Linked DNA regions of Sus scrofa: region 1 is linked to region 2. A link is a contact called in public Hi-C data. All regions are on one chromosome and are shown on one strand. The core of a region is the stretch at or near the end of the contact, and the rest is flanking DNA. Distances in the headings are between cores, read along the strand shown. Region 1 holds the start of PRDX6 (peroxiredoxin 6). Region 2 has its middle 59 kb from the start of PRDX6.

Evidence for each region. Hi-C and Micro-C count contacts between places; a contact is called where the count stands out from the background.
Region 1: a Hi-C map of liver shows a contact between it and region 2, with 2.1 times the contacts expected there. The contact joins the promoter of PRDX6 here to the enhancer-like site in region 2. A contact is called at or near these places in 1 of 5 promoter capture datasets (fetal skeletal muscle), 4 of 47 Hi-C or Micro-C datasets (alveolar macrophages, liver and skeletal muscle) and 1 of 2 datasets of contacts at active chromatin or transcription factors (alveolar macrophages).

Annotation. Positions count from the first base shown.
Region 1 is chr9:115,855,956-115,860,072 of Sscrofa11.1, reverse strand. PRDX6 (peroxiredoxin 6) reads right to left here and starts at 2,444. Exons shown (of 5, transcript NM_214408.1): 1 at 2,270-2,444. The coding sequence starts at 2,364. It also overlaps a transcript of TNFSF4 not described here.
Region 2 is chr9:115,796,637-115,800,448 of Sscrofa11.1, reverse strand. It overlaps a transcript of TNFSF4 not described here. Among named protein-coding and RNA genes, the nearest start is that of PRDX6, 59 kb to the left of the region's middle. Within about 2 kb of position 2,443, at least 8 of the 83 cell types and tissues checked have an H3K27ac peak or open chromatin away from gene starts, as enhancers often do. A contact at or near this core is called in liver, where this site is marked.

The sequences.
Region 1 (4,117 bases), core at 1,195-3,694, 60 kb before region 2:
TCTGTAGCTTACCACAAGGCTGGGAATAGGAACTCTGGGAATGTCCTACTGTGTAAGGCCTGTCTCCCTCTAAAACTCCCTACTGCTGCTCTTCAGAGTAATACAATTACACTATCCTATTTCCTTCCTTCCTCATTTTCAAAAGACAGAATGTTTCCTCCTTTAAGGGAGGGTCCCTCCTCATCACCCTAAGGAAAATATATGTTTTGTTTGGTGGAGATGCACTGTGAAGAAGCTGCTTCTACTACATGCATACAGAAAGAGTGATTAGGCTCAATAAACTCACCAAATGCAGCCCCAAACAAACCCCTTAGTTGTTTCCAGTTGCCGAGGGCAGGGTAGATACCAAGAGTGTTCGAAATTATTTTAATTTTTTACTCCAAAACACAACTGGATCAAAAATGGATCACCTGGATTGAGATCACCTTAAGAATGGAGTTTGGAAAAATTATATTAGGAAAAAAAAAATCCATTATAATGATATAAAAGGCTCAAACTTATTTTTAGGGTAGGGCAGGAAATAGTACTATCCCCTGCCTGGTTTGAGACTGACTTGTATATTATTTGTTTATAAATGCAGATATTTTTCTCTTCTTACTGGTGACTCCCTGAGAAGGCACGCTATTAATCAAATCAAGGTCAAGGCCAATACACAATACTCCCCCTAACCCCCACCAAGTGGGTTAGTTTAAATAGCTACATCATTTATAAATATTGCTACAGTAAATATGCTTTATATTAATAGTTATCTTTAATATATTTAACTCAAGAGTTCTGATAAGATTTTGTTTTATGGGAGGTGAGGGCTGTAGATTGGAGTGGGAAGAAACATTCTCTGAAAATCCTTTGGAGTCTTGGAGAAATACTAATACCTAGATTTCAAGTATGAGACTGGACATAGTCTGTATTTCCGAAGCCCTTCCCTGTCTTTAAGGTCTGAATGTTCCATTTCTCATCCTTTTTCTAGCCTAGTTCTCTTTCAAAAAACTTAGCTTTTCCCTTAATCAGTGGCTGGAAAATGGATTTAAGGAATTTAAAAGGGGGGTGGTTAGGACTAAGTTTAAGAATCTCTCCCAGGTGCTCTGCATGGGTCTGTCCAAGCACTGATTAATCTCATAAACTTTGCCCTCTGTATATACTACATATACCTGGACACTATATAAAAAGGGTACAAAGCAAAGGTCATAAAGCCTTGGACCACAGTGTAGTGGGGCCACTGGAACTCCAGAAACATAACTAGACACATCTGGGCCGTTTCATGTTAAATGTAATAAACTTAAAGTTTGCTTATTCAGGAGCTGTAAAACCACGGTTACACCCATGTACTCCAAGTCATAGTGGTATGATTGCCAGGCTAGATCATGGGTCAGCGATTCGGCAAGGCTACGTGCTGCTGGAAGCATGGCAGATGGGGGAGGGGGCAGTGAGAGGCACGCAGCTATGAAACAAAAGGGTCTACAACTGGGGAGGTGGGGTGCTCCGGTGCCTGCCATGGATCACTGCAACTGAACGACCTCAGGAAGCCCTTGCCTCAAGGTGTTGCAGGTTCTGGAGTGAAGGACACACCCACACACAGAGTGTTCTGGGATCCTCCCAAAGCTGTTATCAAATCATATTGTGGCCACTGGAGCAGGATCAGGGTAAAAAGTCTTTCAGCTACTTACTTGGCAAGCTAGTGGTTTCAAATTTTTTGTGCAAATACCACTGCAGCAAGCAGAACCCTCAGATAACACGCTGGGCCCTTCCTGAACCTTCAGCCAGCAGCAGTGTCCTCTGACTTTGGCCTTGGACACCCACTTTCCCCAGGGAGCAAATTCCAGAACCGAAGGAGGGAGGTGAGACCCTGGGCACAAGTCCCAGGAACTGACCGCAGATGAGGCTCGGCTCCTGCCTCCTCCCTGTTTCGGCTGAACCACGCTACTTGCAGAGTTTAGAAGACAGAATTAAATAGACAACAAACCCTCCTCTGCACTGGCCTGCAGTTCCCAGGACCTGATTTTGTTCCCCTCCCCCTCTCTAAAGCCAGCCCAGCCATGCGGGGGCCGGGAGGCTGGAGAGGATCAAGTGGCGGGCGCATGGCTGACCAGAGGGTCGCCTCCTCTCAGCGGCGATCTGTCGCCGCGGGGCAGGGCACATAGGAAAGGCACGTGCAGGAACCGGTGCCGGGAGGAGGCGGGCGGCAAGCGGTGGAGGACGGAAGGGAGAAAAAGGGGAAGGCACCTCCGAGTCCGGGCGTAACCCAGGGCAGGGCGACAAACTGGCCACTTACGAGTCTCCCAGAAAGTCGTGGAAACGGATGCGGCCGATGGTAGTATTGGCTTCGAAGTTGGGAGCCTCGTCCCCGAGAAGCAGACCTCCGGGCATGGCGGCAGCAGTGACGCGGGAAGATGAAGAAGCCCAGCAGCGACAGCTAACGGATGGCTGGTTCTAGCCTTGTAGGTGTTGCGGGGAGGAATAAATGGGGCTTCAAGGGGCGGGGCGGGACGGGACAGGAGGGAGCAAGGTGGGCGGGACCAAAGCACAGCCAAGATGGGCGGGGCCGCGGCGGGCGGGAGGGGCGGGGCCAGGCCTTGGCGGGGTGGGCGGGGCCCACGCTGGCGGGCGCGGTAGGAGAGGCCGGAACTGGCGGTAGTCTGAAGCAGGGCTGGGACAGAACAGCCCTGGGCGCGGTCCAACACCTCGCCAGGCCTCTAACCTGCCAGGATCCCTCACGTGACAGGGGACTCAATGACGTCGCCCTCTGGAATCTTGGGGGTGCGTTCTGGGCATTGGAGGTAAAGGAAGCGGAACGCAATAGGAAGGGGAGCCCCAAGGCTGAGAGCGGCCCTGCGGAGCCGCAAGAATCCGCGGAGACCCTCCTGACACCCATTCACGGTCGACTCCCAGCAGAGGGGTCCCGCGACCCCTCCACTCCCTGCTCTCTTAGTGTGAGCGTCTGGAATCCTGACCGCCCCAGCCAGCCTAGCCATCCTGATTTCTGTATCTGAGAATGTGGCAAGACCCAGACATGTGGGGCACCTTACGTCAGAGGAAGTGGCTTTCTTGTTGCAGCAAAAATGCCAGCACCTATGTCAGTAAGTGCTTGGGGGAATGAGAACAAAGTTTTATTTTTATTCCACTCCCAGAGTTCACTATGAATCATAAGCTATTCAACACAGTTATCCTGAAATCTAAATCTAAATTTAAAAACATATTTGTTGTGGTCTATTGTGTGCAAGTCAACTCTTCCACCCAAGAAAGTGGGAAGTTTAGATTCATTTCTTTGCTTTCTGTGTGCCAAGCACAAGGTAGACAAAATGACTGTATTCTTGGAGCTTTCATTATAGTGAGGGAGGCGTAATTAAACAAGAATATGTTAAACAGTAGTAAATCCTATTCAGAGAAAGTAAGGTTATGTGCCACAGGGTGACTGGGGTGCATCTTGAATTGGATAGTCTGGTCTGAGAAAGCCTCTGGGTTAATGTAGGTAAACTATAAGTGGTTACCATTGTCAGCTGCATCCGTTTCCACAATCATCTTAATTTACATAGTAAGTTCTCTGGCAACAGTAGCTATTATTTGGATGATGATAGTAGTTTATGCAATAACCCTTGCGTTGCCGACTATGTGCTAGGCATTGTGCTAGGCCTGCTGATAACAGAGGAGAGATATGGTTTTACAAGGAAGGCAGAGGTATGTACAGTTATGATAAAAACCTAGCGTAAATGCTGATGGAGTTTGGGTGGAGAAGATGGACCAAAATTACCAAAAATTCTCTGGATGGTGGTCCCCAGACTTAGAGAAGGCACATGGCAGTGTGAAGAAAAATGACTCACATACTAAGATTTCAGTTTTCAGTGGAGTGATGTTTTCGTGTGTATGCGTGCCAATCATATTTGCTCAGTTCTCCTGTACAAGGACTTGTAAGATTACTGGTAAAATTTCTTAGCCATTTTAGAAAACTCTGTGAAGCTACTATAATTTAATCTGTAAACCAGTTTGACTCCAAGCTTTGGTTTTAAAAGCTCTATGCTTTAATTCCTTTTGTAGGGGTGAAAGAGAAGAGGAAAAGGAAGGTAATTTGAATTTAAGGCTATTAACAATGTTGTGGAGATAGGCTAGAAAATGCAGATATGCC
Region 2 (3,812 bases), core at 1,194-3,693:
TAAACTCAACTCCAAACTTCACCAAATGTCAAAATCTGGATATGGTCCCGAATGCTCTTTGTATGCCAGGCATCCTGAGGCCATGGCATACTCTCAGTGGAGGACAGCAAACAAGGTAATGCATGTGAAAGCAATCTGTCAACTGTGAGTACTTTATTCAGAAAGCGAGCATTGGCAAAAAGAATTTTTTAGCAGCCAATTTTCCCCCTGGGGAGAAAGCTCAGCTGAAGTTGGTTCACTCAAGATAGATGAATTGGCCCTTTGTAGCTAAGGGCCGATAATGTCACAAGAAGACAGTGTTTCTCTTTGCTGGTCAGAGGCCCCAGCAGGGCCCAGAGCAAGGCTTCTCTTCCATTGCATTTGTAACAATCCCTGCCTCAGGATGCTGAAAGCACCCTCCATTACCCAGCATCTTACTCAAGAAGGAAGGTAAAGACCTTTAAGAACCTCAACCTGGAAGGCACCACGGTATTTCTGAATTTCAAACCTAATTTGAAGGTTGCTATTTAAGGAACTCAACATTTTCTTAAAAAAAAAAAAAAAAAAAAAAGACTGAATTGGAAGATATTCAGAATATAATAAAAGTATTCTCTAAAGAAAGTTCAAAACAACTATTTTAATTCATCCACTTTGTCTGTAAATAAGAAATATTCATTTGACTATATATATATGTAAAATATGCTCTTTAGCTCTTAGCTCTTCAAGTGGGGAAAACTTAAAAATAATTACTGGCTAAATAGCATTTTAAGAAATCTTATTAAGATGAATGGCAAGATTTCAAACATCCCTTTAGGGCTGGTATGTGCATTATAAATGGATTCTTCATTTTGCAAAAGATTTCAAAGTAGGTCTAAGCTTGCCTGTCAATTATCCTTACCCCAGCTGAGCTTTGAGAATCTGAGAAGGTAGGACTTTGTGGGCTCTTTGGGCTCTAGGGAAAGAGTTTCTTGTCTGGAGAATTTTTTTTAGGATTAAATACACTGCCTGAGTTACCTCTGACCGAAGTGACAGAATACATAAATGTTGAGATTGCATATGTTGTAAAATTATTCATAGAGTATGATATCGGTTCCTGCTGCGAACACTTCCATCAGCTCTTTATTGTAACTATGGAGTCCTATTTACTCTGCGTCCACTTTTTAAAAGAATCCCTTAGGGAATGTGAGTGCCAGGTTAATTGTTCTCATAACAAGCAACGTAAGGAAGGCAGCGAAACCCCTGTTCTGTCCTCTTCCCCGTGATACTTTCCCCTCTCATTGCGAAGTGTTTTCTTTGGCATTCTCTCTCCTAACTCCTTAGGCCATCACATGTTTGTTTTCACAACTGTGCTCTTTCAAAACATCTGCTCTTGACACAGGCAAAGTGGAAAACTTTTAAAAAGTTATTTACATTAAACATAAAAATGTAAAAAAGATTGGTGACTGGCAGAAGTATGCTAAGAAAGCAGTTGTGAATCCTGCACCCTCAGTAAAAAAGAGATATATTTGTATACAATAGATAGATATCCAGCTGGGTAAATGAAGACCATTCAGATTGGCCGGCTGTCCTTTTTCAATGCTACCTGAGTAGTGAGTTCTCTGGAGACCTTCTGTTTTCTTTGACCCCAGGTTCCTTTGAATAGCAAGCTCAGCAACCCTTCTTTATTGAGGTATGATTGATAGGCAAAAAACTACAGTGATCCTTCAACAACTCAGGGGTTGAGACACTGACCCCCTGGGAAGCTGAAAATCCCAGGGGATAACTTGTAGTTGGCCCTCCGTATCGGTGGTTCTTCTGAATCCTTGGTTTCTTCTTATCTGTAACTCTGTGTTGGTGGATTCACTCAGCCACTGATGGTGTGGTACTGATCATGTGGTACTGTAGTGTATGTTATTGAAAAAAATCTGCATACAAGGGGACCTGGGCAGTTCAAACCTGTGTTCAAGGGTCAAGTGTTTATTTATTTTTTGTTTTTTCTTTTCAGGGCTGCACGCGCAGCATGTGGAAGTTCCAGGCTAGGGCTCGAGCCAGAGCTGCAGATGTCGGCCTATGGCCTATTACCACATCTCACAGCAATGCTGGATCCCCGACTCACTGATGAGGCCAGGGATCACACCTGCATCCTCATGGATACTAGTCAGATTCGTTTCCGCTGCGCCACAACAACAATTCCCAAGGGTCAAGTGTTTTTAATGAACACAACTTAATGAGTTTGGAGGTAACTGTACACCTGTGAAACCATTACCATATGTGCCATAAACATACCCATTGCCTCCCAAAAGTTTCCTCCCACCCTACTTAGTTATGTAATATGTTTGCTTATTTTTGTAATAAGAACACGTGACATCAAATCTACCTTTTTAGCAAGTTTTTAAGTATATCATGCAGTGTTATCACCTCTCTGCTGTGCAGCGGTTGTGCTCTATGGGAGTAGATCCCTAGCCGGAGAGCAGGAGGGGTGGGTGGAGTGAGCTCAGGTGTGACTCAACGGCTGTGGGCAAGGCCCTCCACACCTGTCTTGAGGACTATGATAAAGGTTAAAAATAAAATTGTAGCACTTGAGTGGGCCTGTGTGAGTAGTTATTTTAGGTATAGGATTTATTTGACAAAGCAGCAGCTGACAGCCTCAGCCCAGCACCTCCCTGAAACTTCTTGCTAAGATGGGGAGCCCTGCGTCTGTGCTGGTGAGGTCACTTTGCAGTTGTGGTGATTCTAAAAGGAAACTCTCTGATTAGGACTGAAGGATGTTGCTAACACTCCACAAAACATTTATTTATGCTTGCTTAAAAACAAAGCCTGCTAAATCCTCCTCCTCCCTCCTCAAACATTTGCAGAGTGCCCACCAAGTGCTGCACAGTGCTCGGTGGTGGGGGTTTAAAGGTGGATGAGCCAGGAGGTCTTTTTCCCCACAGGAGGTGGAGGTGGCGGCCCAGCTTGTGCTTAAGCACTGGGTTTCAGCCTTTTGAGTACGGATTCCTCCTTCCAAGAGCCACAGAAAACTAGGGGAATCTAGTAAACAACAGCACCCCTCCCAGCTTCTCTCTCTTTACAAGTGAATGCCGCACATTCTAAACTGGGATATTTTCTGTTCGGCACCTGACAAATGGTGAGTGAACTCTGCATATGTTTTCTTTCTTTCTTTTTTTTTTTTTTTTTGTCTTTTTGCCATTTCTTGGGCCGCTCCCGGGGCATATGGATGTTCCCAGGCTAGGCATCGAATCGGAGCTGTAGCCGCCAGCCTATGCCAGAGCCACAGCAACATGGGGTCCAAGCCGCGTCTGCAACCTACACCACAGCTCAGGGCAACGGTGCATCCTCAACACACTGAGAAAGGGCAGGGATCGAACCCGCCACCTCATGGTTCCTAGTCGGATTCGTTAACCACTGCGGCATGACGGGAACTCCATGTTTTCTTTTTGATTTTGCTTAGGCGCACATTTCTGAGCATGGCAAATGTGACAGATCATTTGGAGAGATGAGGGCGTATAGGAAAGGGAGAGGGACCATTCTCTCTCTGAAAAATAGACATTTTAAAATAGAAACATTTTCGTAATCTTTTTAAACTGTTTTAATATGGAAAATTTTGAGCATATAAATGTAGAAAGAATAGCATCATAAACTCCCATGTGCCCTTCACCAACTTCAACAATGATCAACTCATGGCCTAATCTGGTTTCACACACAGCCCCTCTCCTGTATTATTTTGAAGGAAATTTGATACATTGTTTCATCTGTAAACATTTCAACATGTAGTTCTAATAGATACAGACTCCTTTAAAAAAAAGTTACCTTGACACAAATAATTCACCTGAGTTAGCAATAATTCTTTCATG